Regions from separate parts of the Pan troglodytes genome. Here region 2 is linked to region 1. The links are chromatin contacts, called in public Hi-C maps. All regions are on one chromosome and are shown on one strand. The core of a region is the stretch at or near the end of the contact, and the rest is flanking DNA. Distances in the headings are between cores, read along the strand shown. Region 1 has its middle 49 kb from the start of CAST. Region 2 overlaps CAST (calpastatin).

Evidence for each region. Hi-C and Micro-C count contacts between places; a contact is called where the count stands out from the background.
Region 2: a contact with region 1 is called in a Hi-C map of stem cell-derived neural progenitor cells, with 4 times the contacts expected there. The contact joins two enhancer-like sites. A contact is called at or near these places in 2 of 7 Hi-C or Micro-C datasets (induced pluripotent stem cells and stem cell-derived neural progenitor cells).

What each region holds. Positions count from the first base shown.
Region 1 is chr4:94,282,783-94,289,932 of NHGRI_mPanTro3-v2.0_pri, forward strand. No RefSeq gene overlaps it. Among named protein-coding and RNA genes, the nearest start is that of CAST, 49 kb to the right of the region's middle. Within about 2 kb of position 3,894, at least 10 of the 24 cell types and tissues checked have an H3K27ac peak or open chromatin away from gene starts, as enhancers often do. A contact at or near this core is called in stem cell-derived neural progenitor cells, where this site is marked.
Region 2 is chr4:94,421,340-94,428,489 of NHGRI_mPanTro3-v2.0_pri, forward strand. CAST (calpastatin) reads left to right here. Exons shown (of 33, transcript XM_063811404.1): 20 at 127-222; 21 at 2,195-2,290; 22 at 5,658-5,759; 23 at 6,256-6,339. It overlaps ERAP1 (endoplasmic reticulum aminopeptidase 1), which reads right to left. Exons shown (of 20, transcript XM_063811399.1): 20 at 3,009-3,031. The coding sequence ends at 3,024. Among named protein-coding and RNA genes, the nearest start is that of ERAP1, 56 kb to the right of the region's middle. Within about 2 kb of position 3,607, at least 5 of the 24 cell types and tissues checked have an H3K27ac peak or open chromatin away from gene starts, as enhancers often do. A contact at or near this core is called in stem cell-derived neural progenitor cells, where this site is marked.

The sequences.
Region 1 (7,150 bases), core at 2,644-5,143:
GAATTAAAAACAATAACCATATGATTATCTCAATAGATACAAAAAGGCATTCGATAAAATCCAACATCTTTTCATGACAAAAATCCTCAAGAAAGTAGGCATCAAGGGAACATACCTCAAAATAACAACAGCCATCTTCAGCAGACCCACAATGAACATCATACTGAATGCACCAAAGTTGAAAACATTTCCCTCAAGAGCTGGAACAAGATAAGGATATCCACTCTTACCACTCCTATTCAACACAGTACTAGAAGTCCTAGCCAGAGCAATCAGGCAAAAGAAAGAAAGAAAAGGCACCCAAATAGTAAAAGAGGAAGTCAAATTATTTCTGTTAATTGACAATATGATTCTACACCTAGAAAACCCTCAGGATTCCTACAAAAGAATCCCAGACCTGATAGAAAACGTCAGTAAAGTTTCAGGGAACAAAATCAATGTACAAAAATCAGTAGCATTTATATACTCCAGGACATTCAAGCGGAGAACCAAATTAAGAACATAATCCCATTTACAATAGCCACACACATACACACACTCACGCACAGTTAGGAATGCATCTAACCATGGAGGGGAAAGATGTCTGCAAAGAGCACTACAAAACAGTGACGGAAGAAATCATAGATGACACAAACATGGGAAAACATTCCATGCTCTAAATGTCCATACTGCCCAAAGCAATTAACATATTTAAGACAATTCCTATCAAATTACCAACATTATTTTTTCATGGAATTAGAAAAAACAATCTTAAAATTCATATGGAACCAACAGAGTCATAATAACCAAGGTAATCCTAAAAAAAAAAGAACAAAGACTACAGTAACCAAAACAGCATGGTACTGGTGCAAAAATAGACATGTAGACCCATGTAACAGAATGCAGAACCCAGAAACAGAGCCACTCATCTACAAACAACTGATCTTTAACAAAAGGTGACAAAAATAAACAATGGATAAAGGACACCCTGTTCAACAAATGGTGCTGGGAAAACTGGTTAGCCATGTGCAGAAGAATAAAACTGGACCCCTACCTCTCACCATATACAAAAATTAACTCAAGATGAATTAAAGGCTTAAATGTAAGACCTCAAACTATTAAAATACAACAAGAAAGCCTAAAAAAATGTCTTCTGGACATGGGCCTAGGGAAAGAATTTATGCTTAAGACCTCAAAAGCAAATGTAATAAAATTAAAAATTGAAACCTAATTAAACCAAATACTTTCTGCACAGCTAAAGAAACTATCAACAGAGTAAGGAGACAGCCTACAAAATGGGAGAAGATATTTACAAACTATACATCTGACAAAGGACTAATATTCAGAATCTATAATTAACTTAAATCAACAAGAAAAAACCCATTAAAAATTAGGCATAGGATATGAACAGACACTTCTCAAAAAAAGACATACAAGCAGCCAACAAGCATATGGAAAAATGCTCGACAACACTAATAATCAGGGAAATGCAAGTCAAAACCGCATGAGACACCATCTCACACCAATCACATAGCTATTATTAAAAGGTCAAAAAATAACAGATGTTGGTGAGGATGCAGAGAAAAGGGAACACCTATACACTGTGGATGGAAATGTAAATTTGTTCAGCCACTGTGGAGAGCAGTTTGGAGTTTCCTCGAAGAACTAAAAATAGCACTACAATTTGACCCAGGAATCCCATTACCATGTGTCTATCCAAAGGAAAAGAAATAGTTCTACTAAAACTATTCCTGTACTTGTATGTTCATGGCAGCACTATTCACAATAGCAAAGTCATGGTGCCCACTAATGGTGGCTTAGATGAAGAATATGAGATACTTAGACACTGTGGAATACCATTTAGCCTTAAAAAGGAATGAAATCATATCCTTTGCAGCAACATGGATGCAGCAGGAGGACATTATCCTAAATGAATTAACACAGAAACAGAAAGTCAAATACCACATATTCTCATTATAAGTGAGAGCTAAACATTGCATGCATGTGGGCATAAGATGGGAACAATAACACTAAGGACTCCAAAACGGGGAGGGAGGAAAGAGAGCAAGAGTTGAAAAACTACTTACTGGGTACTACGTTCACTCTGTGGGTGTTGGGTTCAATAGAAGCCCAAACCTCAGCATTTCACAATATATCCACGTAACAAACCTGCATACATACCCCCTGAATCTAAAATTTGAAGAAAATAAAACAAAAACAGAGAAATCTGCACTTGTACCGGTTTAAAGAAATAAATAAGTTTTAATCTAATCAAATATATCCAATCTTTTACTTTATAATTTTGGTTTACTGGATTTTGTTACTATGCTCTTTCTTACACTGAGATTATGCAAAAATTCTTCTGCATTTTCCTCAAACTTATTTTAGTTTTGCTTTAGATGTTTAGATCTCTTATCAACGGGGTAACAATTTATCTTTGTGTATGATATAAACAAGAGGTCTAAATAAATATACACACATATATACATACATACACACATATATACATATGTAAATACACAGTACATGTAATTTTTCTCTATGGGTAACCAATTAATGTTTATCAGTTAGCCCATGCATGTTCTATTGATTTGTAATGCCACTGCTTCATGTATCCAATTTCCAAATATGTATGAGTCTCTTTCTGAACTCTCTATTCTGTTCCACTGGCAAGTCATCCATCACTGTGCCAATAGCACACTGCCTGAACTACTATAGTTTTATAGTAAGTCTTGATATCTGGTAGAGTGACCCTCTCCATCTTCTTCTCTTTCAGAATTGTCTATTCCTAGCTCTTTTCTTCCATTCAAATTTTGAAATAAGCTTGTCAAGTTCAGCAATAAAAATCCAGTTGAGGTTATAATTTGAATTGCATTAGAATAGATGGATTTGAAGATGATTGACAGTTTTCTTCCTATCCTTGAACATGGTTTCATCTCTCCTTTCATTTAAGTATTCTCGAAGGTCTTTCAATGAAATTTCATACTTTTTTCATATTTGCACATCCTTTGTTAGATTTAATACTAGGTACTTCAGATTTTGTAATACTACTATTTGTGCTATCTGTATTTTCTGTTTAAGTCTTCACAACCCTATGAGTTAGATATTTTCACGTTCATTTTCTAGCTAAGGAAACTAAGGGCCAGAAAGATTAAGTAACTCACCATGTTATCAGTAGTCAGTGATGGGGACGGGATGCAAAACAAGTTCTATCTGACCCCAAATTCTGTGTTCTTAACCTCCAATCCATACTCTGTCTTCTGATGATTGTCTTTAAAGCATTTTTAAATGAAACAACTTAAGGGTATTCAAAGGCACAAAACAACAACAACAATAGTAACTACCTATCTCCCTGGAGAAAACGTTAAGTACCTCAAACTTTATTCTCTATACAAATAACCTGGGACTTCTATTACAATGTACATCTTAATCCTGTAGGTCTGGGGTGGAGCCTGCAAATATTTAGGTATTCCCAAATGTCTTTCAATGAAATTTTATACTTTTTAAAATAATTGCACATCTTTTGTTAGATTTAATACTGGGTGCCTTATACTGTTTTTTAAATTGTTGTTCATTTATCTGCATTGTGAGGCTGGGTATCCTCACAGCCCTATGAGTTAGATGTTTTATGTCTATTTTGTAATGAAGGAATCTAAGGTATAAAGTAACTAACAATATATCATCAGCAGTAAGTGACCAGGTAATACAAATGCTGCCGGTCCAAGGAACCCCTTCCAGAACCACCACTAACTCTACAGCATTTTCTGGTGAGGAACCCTTTAATTAACATGATTAAAGGTGAGAACTCCACCAGATGGCAGCAGAAGCTCATCATTTTGTCTCAAATGATTCCATTTCCCTCTGGATGGAGCGTTAGCTGTTGGCAAATGCCTGACTCGTTAGGTTATTGCGGTGAAGTGAATCAGAATCAGGGCCTTTCACTCCTGATGCTGTGTGCAATCTTACCTACGACAGTGCCTCAGTGTTGACAAGGGATTTTCAGCAAAAGCATCCAGCCGGGACATGCCCACGAGCTTCTCCCAAAAACCTTATGGCAGGAGGCTTATAAATGAGAATGAAAACTGTTTTCCATGGGTTGCTTTTTCATCACAGTGAGTTCAATTTAGGCACTTAACCAAGAAAAGGAAACATGATTTGAAATGTTTGGCAGGGGATTAGAAGAGGAAATGATTCATTCACTGTGGGGAACGGGAAGCTATTCAGGCAGATAAACCTGAAACAGAGTCCAAAGATTCAGAGGAAATCCAAGAATAATGCCAGGGACCCACCTCCATCCAAAGCCTAGGCCCAGCCTGTCCCCAGGGGTGCCAGATTACCCCTCTTCCTCAGTGCTTTTTTCTTTTTAAAAACTGAATATATATATATAGTTGAATTATGAAAAGGATCCATCATCTTGTACTGCTCCCACCCTAAGCTTGGTAAAATGAGGCACCTGTCACTAAGAAGGCTAATGAGTTCATTATACTCTCTTGCCTTTTAGTTACTTAAAAGCAATAATTTGGGCACTGGGGAGGCCTCAGCGCTGCCTTGAGTGAGCTGTGAGTAGGCTTTAGCCTAGTATAGGCAGCCCCCAAATTTCAATAGATCAACTTAAGATTTTTGAACTTTACGATGGTGCAGAAATCATATGCATTCAGTAGAAGCTGTACTTGGAGTACCCATACAGCAATTCAGTTCTGTTTTTCAATTTCAGTACAATATTCAATACATTACATGAGATATTCAGCACTTTATTATAAAACAGGCTTTGTGTTAGATGATTTGCCCAACCACAGGCTATTGTAATTGTTGGAGCATATTTAAGGTAAGCTAGGCTAAACTATGATGTTCAGCAGCTTTGGTGTATTAAGTGCATTTTTGACTTACAATATTTTCTATTTCCAGTAAGTTTATCCCATCGTAAGCCAAAGAGCAGCTGTATGGGATGGCATTTGGCAGTCCCTAGGCAGGTCTCACTTCCTCCTCTCCCCTTACTCTGCCATAACCATCTCTCCCATTGACTCAGTCAGCACTGTCTGTGCTGCTGCACAGGGCTGTCTCCCAGAGTGTGCTCACATAGTCCAGTCTATCAGATTGCTTTGCTAATGTGCCAATGGCAACAGGGAGAATGAAACAGACAAGGATTGTGTGGGCTGTCCTTGGCTGAGACGCACATTGAGGGAGAATTCAACCTGCTCCACCACGCCAGGCCCCAGGGAAGCAGGCCAGGGAGCCTAAGAGGGGTCAGGTGGAGGTGTATGGTAGTGAGTAGGGAATCAGGAGATTATCAGCCGTCCTATTATTTAATGGTTCTTGCTTCAAGCATTTTCTGGGAAAGAGGGGTCCCGAGAACAGGTCCATGCCACTGAAACTCAGTGACTCATACTAGGGCAAGTGTAAATGTTCTTGTATTAGGGTTCTCTTGACAACCAGAACTAATAGGATAAATATATATTAGAGTTTATTAAGGAGTATTAACTCACATGATCACAAGGTCCTACAATCAGCCATCTGCAAGCTGAGGAGCAAGGAAGCCAGTCTGAGTCCCAAAACTGAAGAACTGGGAGTCCAATGTTCAAGGGCAGGAAGGATCCAGCACAGGAGAAAGATGTAGGCTAGGAGGCTAGGCCAGTCTAGTCTTTTCACGTTTTTCTGCCTGTTTTATATTCTGGCCATGCTGGCAGCTGATTAGATGGTGTTCACCCAGATTAAGGGTGGGTCTGTCTTTCCGAGCCCACTGACTCAAACATTAATCTTCTTTGGCAACACCCTCACAGACACACCCAGGATCAATACTTTGCATCCTTCAGTCCAATCAAGTTGACACTCAGTATTAACCATCACAGTTTACATCTCAGGCTCCAAGTGTTAAATCTTCATCCATAGCTCTAGAAGATGTTTATCTAAGCATGGAAGTGATGCTCTGTAGGGCAGTGTCCTAAGGGAGCCCCTCCCTTAACCCTTCTCCAGCCTGTGAGGTCCTACTGAAGAGTCAGAGACAGAAAGCAACCAAGTAGCTTCCTCCTGACAAGAAGCTTCTAGAAGTCAGGAATTCCAGCCTCATGTATGGCCACCATCCACTTTAGTGCCTGGGACATTGATGTGGCACAGACTGTGTTGCTAATTAACTTGCATGTATCATCACACTCCATCCTCACCAAGATTCTCTGAGGTAGGCACTGGTACCATCTTCACTTTACAGGGAAGAGAACAGCAGCTTAGCAGGTCAGGGTACTTCTCCAAAATCATGTGGCTACAGGATGTGGAGTTGGGGTATGAACTTAAAACTGAGGTCCAGGGTCCAATGTGTGGCCTCTTAGACACCAAGCGCTCTCTCTCTCTCTCTTTCTCTCTCTCTCTCTCTCTATATATATATATATACACACACACACACACACACACACATATACATATACATATACATATACACCAGAAATAAGACACCAAGCATCTTGACCACTGGCCAAGATTATCAAAAAAATTTTTGGTAGTGGGTTTTGGACCCCAGGACTCTTTTCTCTGAGTCCGAAGCCTCTGGTTCTCTCATGGCAGGGCAGGGCATGGTGCCATGGAGCTTTCAGACACACTTCCCTGTTGCTGCCTTGACCACACCTTTCTTATGGCTCTGTCTTAATCCGTTGACACATCAAGGCCATTGCTTGAATCATAGGCTAACACACTGGGACAGGTTGCTACTGTGAATCACTTTATAAAATAAAGACACCTTTTATTAAAAAATTCCCAAGTTGATTTTTTGTTAATTCTACACCAGTGATTTTCAACTATCTCTAAATCACTGACTGCTCTGAGAATGTAGTAAAAGCTACAGACTCTTGCCCTATAAAAGAGCACACACACACACAACAGGGCACACAACTTTAGGTAGGGTTCATTTATCCCCCCGAGTCCTATCTAGAAACCTCAGGCTAGGAACCCCCAACAAAAATGGCGATTATTTGGGTATATTCAAACTGGAAAACACCTACAAAATGCCATTGTCATCATTTACTAAAGGACAAGCTAAAAAAAGAAAGGGTCAGAGCTTGGACATTATTCATCTGAAGTTTGTATATTTTAATCTTTATGCAGGCATCAATAATATTGCTTTTAAAACTCTTAGGAGGCTGGGCACGGTGGCTCATGCCTGTAATCCCAGCACTTTGGGAGGCCA
Region 2 (7,150 bases), core at 2,357-4,856, 140 kb after region 1:
ATTAGCTTTGCGTGTTAAGTATGGCCTCATATGTGTTAATCAGGAAAAAAAATTGCTCCATGAAAACTTTTTTTTACAAAATAAAAAAGAGTCCCTTTGTAATATACAGCACTTCTTATATTACAGCCTCGGAGTGAATCAGAACTCATTGATGAACTTTCAGAAGATTTTGACCGGTCTGAATGTAAAGAAAAACCATCTAAGCCAACTGAAAAGACAGAAGTATGTTTCTAAACGTATAAATCTCTAGTTTTGAGGTTTGTGATCTTAAAAAAAAATTGTGAGACAGACTGTTTTAGCATCAAGCAGTCTGTTAGAAAGCCCAATATGCCATCGTTTTTTCCATGTCGTTTTTGTCTTCCTTTTTGGATGTGCTTTCTGCCCCAACCTAACCCTGATATTCTTGCAATTGAAGTCCTGCAATGACTCCTTCGGGAAAGCTCTGGAACCCATGCCTTCCTTCTTATCCCAGCTTCTGTAACTGACCTGATTGGAACTGTCACCACCCCTCCCCTCTGGGTTGCAGTGGCCTTTCTGCAGTCTCCTTCATGTCCGCCGGACTCATTCTTTCTCAAGCATGTCTGTAGTCATGTCATTCCTCTGCTTCTATCCCCAGGAGTTTCCCATCCCTACAAAAAAAAAGTTCCTATTACCATATTCTTGACCCACTTTTCTTTCCTACCAAACTGTGTCCCTGTGTCAGTAAACAGAACAATAAGTATGTGTGCATCCCTGGCTTTTCTCACTTGGTTCCTCTGTCTTGATTGACCTTTCTTTCTAATGCTAGATCAACTAAAGTCTTACTCATCTCTTCAAGGCTCTGCTGAAATATGGCTTTATCTGCTGCTTTTCCCTCCCTAAGCTATATCCATCCAACCATTATTAAGCAGAACACAACATGGCAGAGGATCTGTAGTTCTTTTTTTATATATCACTATTAAAGCCTTTGTTACAAAGAAGAGTTTAGCTGTTTTAGTCCCTCTTTAACTCTAACATTTATGCCAAGTTTAAATGGGTAGTAAGTTCCTTGAACGAAGAGGTCATATCCTATTAATGACCATCTGCTGAGCACCTTGCATATAGGATAGGCTTCCATAAAAGTCTAGATTTAAAACAATTTGTTTAAAGGTTTGCTTCTGTTTTTTTTGTTTGTTTTGTTTTGTTTTTTCTTGAGATAGGGTCTCACTCTCTCTCCCAGCTGGGAGTGTAGTGGCGCAGTCTTGGCTCACTCCAGCCTCAATCTTCCAGGCCCAAGCAATTCTCTTGCCTCAGCCTCCTGAGTAGCTGAGACTACAGGTGCATGCCACCATGCCTGGCTAATTTTTGTATTTTCTGCAGAGCTTGGGTTTGGCCATGTTGCCCAGGCTGATTCAAACTCCTGGACTCCAGTGATCCACCCTCCTTGGCCTCCCAAAGTGCTGGGATCACAGGCATGAGCCACCACACCCAGCCTTGAAACTTTATTCTTGTGATAAAATAAGATGGGACAGTGGTTCTCAAACTTTAGCATGCATCAGGATCATCTGGAGAGTTTTTTTTTAAACACAGACTGCTAGAATCTACCCCCAAAGTTTCTTAGTACATGGGGTAGGGGTCTAAGAATCCGCATTTCTAGGTTCCCTTATGGTGCTGAGGCTGTTAGTTCAGGGATTACACTTTGAGAACTTGTGGCTTATTACTACTACCTTCCATTCCTACATAGCTGTATATAAAGTGCTCTTAGATTTATATAAATACAATATTTTACATAATGCTGTATTACATAATAGGCATATTTGTTATACATAATGACAAATAAATAATAGAAATAATAGCAATAATTGCTCAAATGTATTGAGCTAACTGTGTTCCCAGGTACTATGCATAGCACTTTGCCTGCATTGTCTCATATAGGCCCCTTACCAACCCTTCAGATGTGGATACTGTCATTGTTCTCATTTTACACATGTGGAAACTCAGTTTCATGAGTTTCAGTAACCTGCCTGAGGTGAGAAGTAAAACCAAGTTGAAAAAAAATGGCAGCTGAAGAGTTTTAGCATGCTTTGACTTATTTACTATTTAGCAATCCTTAGGTATTCAAGAGAATCATGTTCACACCATATAATGTAGCGGATTGTCTTGTTGGTCTACCATTACTCAGTCTTATTAACCAAATATTTCTAAACTTATTGAGAGTACTTGTGTCTTTCCTCAGGAATCTAAGGCCACTGCTCCAGCTCCTGTGGCGGAGGCTGTGTCTCAGACCTCCATGTGTAGTATACAGTCAGCACCCCCTGAGCCGGCTGCCTTGGTGAGTGACTCCCTGGGCATTTGAGCAGTGGCTTGAGAAAGTTTTCTGCCTCCTCCTGTCACTCTCTGCTGTGTATTACCATCATTTTATCTTATTCTGACAAATTAAAAATAAAATCTGATATCATTATAGTATCTGTTGTTTCTTTGGGCTTCAGGGGTGTCGTAGAAATTCAGACTAAGATTTAAATTTTTAATTAAATTACTCCCAACTGTATTTTTCTCTACTCTTCTGAAATTCTAGTTCCTCAGCTATTGTGGATAATCCTGCCTTTTCACTTCTCTGCATCTTTTAAGCCTATATGGATTTCCACCGAAAGCCCAAAGTTACTTTTTTACTGACTTTCCTGGTAGAATAACATGCAGTAAAATCATTATGATTCCTGCCCACTCTTCCCACTGCAGGAGGTGAAACTGACTGAATTTCTTTCTCTTTCCTTCTTCTTTTCGTGCTTCTCTCTCACTTTCTAATTTTCATATGAAGTATGATATTTAAGAAGGTGAATCTTTGTTTCCTTTTGATTTTAGTGTTTTTTTTCCATTAGTTAATGATTGAATTTGACTCAGGGAATAACATCTGATGGAATTATATTTCAATTGTATTTCATTACTACAGAATTAGCACATCTTCCCTCTGAACACCTACCTTTCATCATCTGCTGTGCCATTGCTCTAGATGTTTTGCAATGTCTTCTCATTACATTTTCACAAGGACACTATGAAGTCTGTCCTGATCATCTTCCTGTAATAGATAAGGGAAATGAGGCTTTGAGTTGACCTTGATCCACTTGATATTTCAGAGCCTCAGTTGAGATGAAAGATATGGCCCCCGCTCTCAGCTGTCTTCAAGACTAGTGTGGATATGAGCCCTCCCCAGTTTTTTGAGGTTTCAGGGTACTCTTCAGGTACTTTTTACAGCATGTGTGCTAGGCCACAGTGGTAAAGAACAGGAGAGGAGGAGGGACTCTAGGAGGACTCTGGTGAAGAAAGCAGGCAAAGAGGCTGTGACTGGAGTCAAAACAACAATAGCCAGCATTCCCCAGTAGAACTCTTGTAACCAAAACCTGCACCTGCACCACCTGCCTCATCTGCCAAGTGTGACTGCCGGGGCTTTAGAGGGCTCAATTCCTTTTCAACTTTACCCTGACTGTAGAGCTGAGCATTGGATTGTTAGAAAGCAGACAAACCAGAACAAAACAAAAAGCTCTTGTTTTCCTTTTCCCCGTCCTCCTTTCCAGGGCCTTAACCCCACCAACTCTGGCCATGGTTGCCCAGGTTACTGTCACTGAGGCAGTTGGCATTTCTGGGATTGTGATACCATCGAATGCCAGAAAGAATAGCTGTAGAGTGTAATAAAGGTCAGAGGACTCAAGAAAGGCATGAAGATTAGAGAGTAAAGGAAGACAGACCAGAGGAAGGAGATGAATGCGTTCCCTAGGTGGTTCTTGTGTGTATAAAAGAAAACTTATTAAGGAAACCCAGAGACCTGAGTTGTAGTTGTGAATTTGATAATATCAAATACTACAGAAATAGAAGTTTTAGTCCTTACTCCAGATTCCTTTGTTCTTAAGTCTGCTTCTTCTCCTAGGTTTTCTTTAACTGTTTCAGTAATTTCTTAAGCAAGAGGTTGGCAAAGGGCACAGGTTTGGGGAAGCAGTGGTTTCCAAAGATTCTGTAGCATAGAGTATGAGAAAACAGAATTGTAGTGTGAGCAGGTGTCTTAAATCATGTAGCAACTCACATTGCTTGCATAAGACTTGGGTACCAGTGCAACTCTTGATATCCTTGATTAGAGTGTTGCAACTCTTAATACTTAATACTTAATTTAGGTATAATCCCAAACAGGTTAGAAACCTCAGGGACTTTTTTTTTTTTTTTTTTTTTTTGTAGCTCTTGGGAAGAAAACCCATGCAGTATTCAGCCACTAGGTGGTGCTAAATCACTTTTCTTTGGTGATCTTTCCTTTTGCAGTGCAGTTTATCAGAAAAACAGCTTTTCTTACTTGAAATCATGGCTAAAATATAAAACAGAAATACAGTTTTACTCTAAAATTTTAATAGGTGCTCATTGTGAGGTCAGAGATTTTAATAATAAGATTAAACTCTGAGATTGTTTGACCCAAGGCCTTTTACATTTTTGTTTGACCAAGACCAACAGTGGGAAATTCATTGATATTGCAACCCCATCCCCATACACTGGAAGCAACAGTTTAAAGAATAGTATTTATCCCTTCTATGTATGATGCATTTTATACACACACACACACACACACACACACACACACACTCTTTTACAATTTTTTTTTTTTTTTTTTTTTTGAGGCAGAGTCTCGTTCTGTCATCCAGGTTGGACTGCAATGGCATGATCTCAGCTCACTGCAGCCTCAACCTCCTGAGGTCAAGCAATCCTCCCACCTCAGCCTCTTGAGGAGATGGGACTACAGGCATGCACCATCCATGCCTGGCTAATTTTTTAAAACTTTTTGTAAAGATGGGATCTCACTGTGTTGCCCCGGCTGGTCTCAAACTCCTGAGCCCAAACAATCTTCCTGCCTTGGCCTCCCAAAATGCTGTGATGGATTACAGGTGTGAGCCACTGTGCCTGGTCCTGTCCTCTTCATTAAAAAAGAAAAGTCCTGGCCATGAACCATTAAGTTGATTTTTATGACCTACTAATGTACAGACGATTCCCTTTATTTTCCCTTGACACCATTCATCCTCTGTGTTCACCCAGTGTGATTTTAAATACCAGCATGGCCAGAGTTCATTACATTTGGGGGAGTACATTTCATTTTGAACAATCAGACCACAGGTAGACAGTTCTCACTGTGCCATTCAGGTTAGTTGGTCACAGGCAGAGTCACCAGAACCAGCCCTGAAACCCCTTTGGTCAGTAGAAGCCCTGTGGAGAAAACAGGCTTCCGAGCCTCCTCTTCTGAGACAAGCCAGGCTGTCCCACAGGAAATGGAGAGGAATGGCCTCTTGTGGGCTCTCTGAAAATCTTTCCTGTGCCGTCTATGGAATGATCTCCATAAAGACCACGTCTTTCTTTTTTCCCGGTATTCAACTTATCTGTGATACACCTCAGTCCATTGTCTTTCTTATTTCTAAACCAACTCTGGGTCAGGTCTCGTAAGTTTCACATTATCAACATATAATTTGCACACAATGTTTAATATAAGAAATTTGCTCGAATGTTAAACGTTTTGTATTTTAAACATAGATTCTAATTCAGTTGATAACTCGAGTTACTAAAAGATAGCATGTGCCTTTTATCTGAAATAATGATATGCCTTTCTGAATTGATAGCATATGTTTTAAAGGGAGTGATTAACCACCTACTTAATATATCCACTAATGCACTTTCAGAAGGGCACAGTGCCAGATGATGCTGTAGAAGCCTTGGCTGATAGCCTGGGGAAAAAGGAAGCAGATCCAGAAGATGGAAAACCTGTGATGGATAAAGTCAAGGTAATGGCAACTGAGATGCTTCTGGAAAATAAATATCATTGATCACCTTCTCCCCCTGCAAATAAGTTAGTCATTTGTTTTGTTTTTTATATTTCCTGTAAAACATGACCAGCTGGCCTTTTCTATTATTGTGCATATCCTGTTTAATAAGCTAAACCTGAATAAGCTGCAGTGTTGAACCCCCACAGTGGATGGTCGACATGCACAGACCGGAGGCCTCTGAGTCTCATCTTTGCCCACCTGCATTGACATTGCTGGGACTTGGGAAGGAAGGGGCAGCTGCCTGCTGCTCCTCACAGCTGCCTTGCATGCCAGCAGGCTTTCTGCTGGTGCCTGAGCCTGCCACATGAAGTTGCTGTAGGAGCACTAAGCATATGGTCAGATGTACTTCCTAACCTAATGATAGATTTGTTTACCTCAAATCTAGTCACTCAGGCATGAATTTTATAGAGAGAAAAAAACATGCTAACAATGAAAATGGTATAATTTTTTTCAGGAGAAGGCTAAAGAAGAAGACCGTGAAAAGCTTGGTGAAAAAGAAGAAACAATTCCTCCTGATTATAGATTAGAAGAGGTCAAGGTAAACAGGCTGGAGTCTTTTTCTATTTTATTTTAATTCATACTGAATTCATACACAGAACAAAGGGACTTGGGAACAGAACTGGAATATAAAGATCTTGTTTCTTCATATTTCAAACACCAAATAGTATTAGTCTACTACTAATAGTGTTAGAACACCAGATACAAAGCCAAAATATTCCTAAGTGGACTTGATCCTCAAGTGAAAGAAATCTAATGTCTAAGTTACCTAATGTTTTCCTTTCTAACCCACAGCTTGTTACAATACCAGAAATATTAAAAAACCTTGTGTAGATAGGAGAACTAAAATGAGGAATAGGCCGGGCATGGTGGCTCATGCCTATAATCCCAGAACTTTAGAAGGCCAAGGCAGGAGCATCTCTTGAGCCCAGGAGTTCAAGACTAGCCTGGGCAACATAATGAGACCCTGTCTCTACAAAAAAATCAAAAAAATTAGGCATGGTGGCATGTGCCTGTAGTCCCAGGTACTTGGGAGGCTGAAGTGGGAGGATCACTTGAGCCCAGGAGGTAGAGGCTGCAGTGAGCCATGATCATACCACTGCACTCCAGCCAGGGTGACAGAGCGAGACCCTAACTCAAAAAGCAGTAAAAAATGAAAAAAAATAAAATAAGGAACAATTACTTTATATAAGAAAAATTTGCAACTTTCAGATTTAAGTTGGAAAAATAAGAGAACCTATTTAACATTGAGTATAGTGTTAAGTTGCCCCATTTCTTCGATTTTGAAAGTACAGATTGTACACAACAAGGGGGAAGACCCCATTATGAGTCCTGTGGTTTAAGTGCAGTCA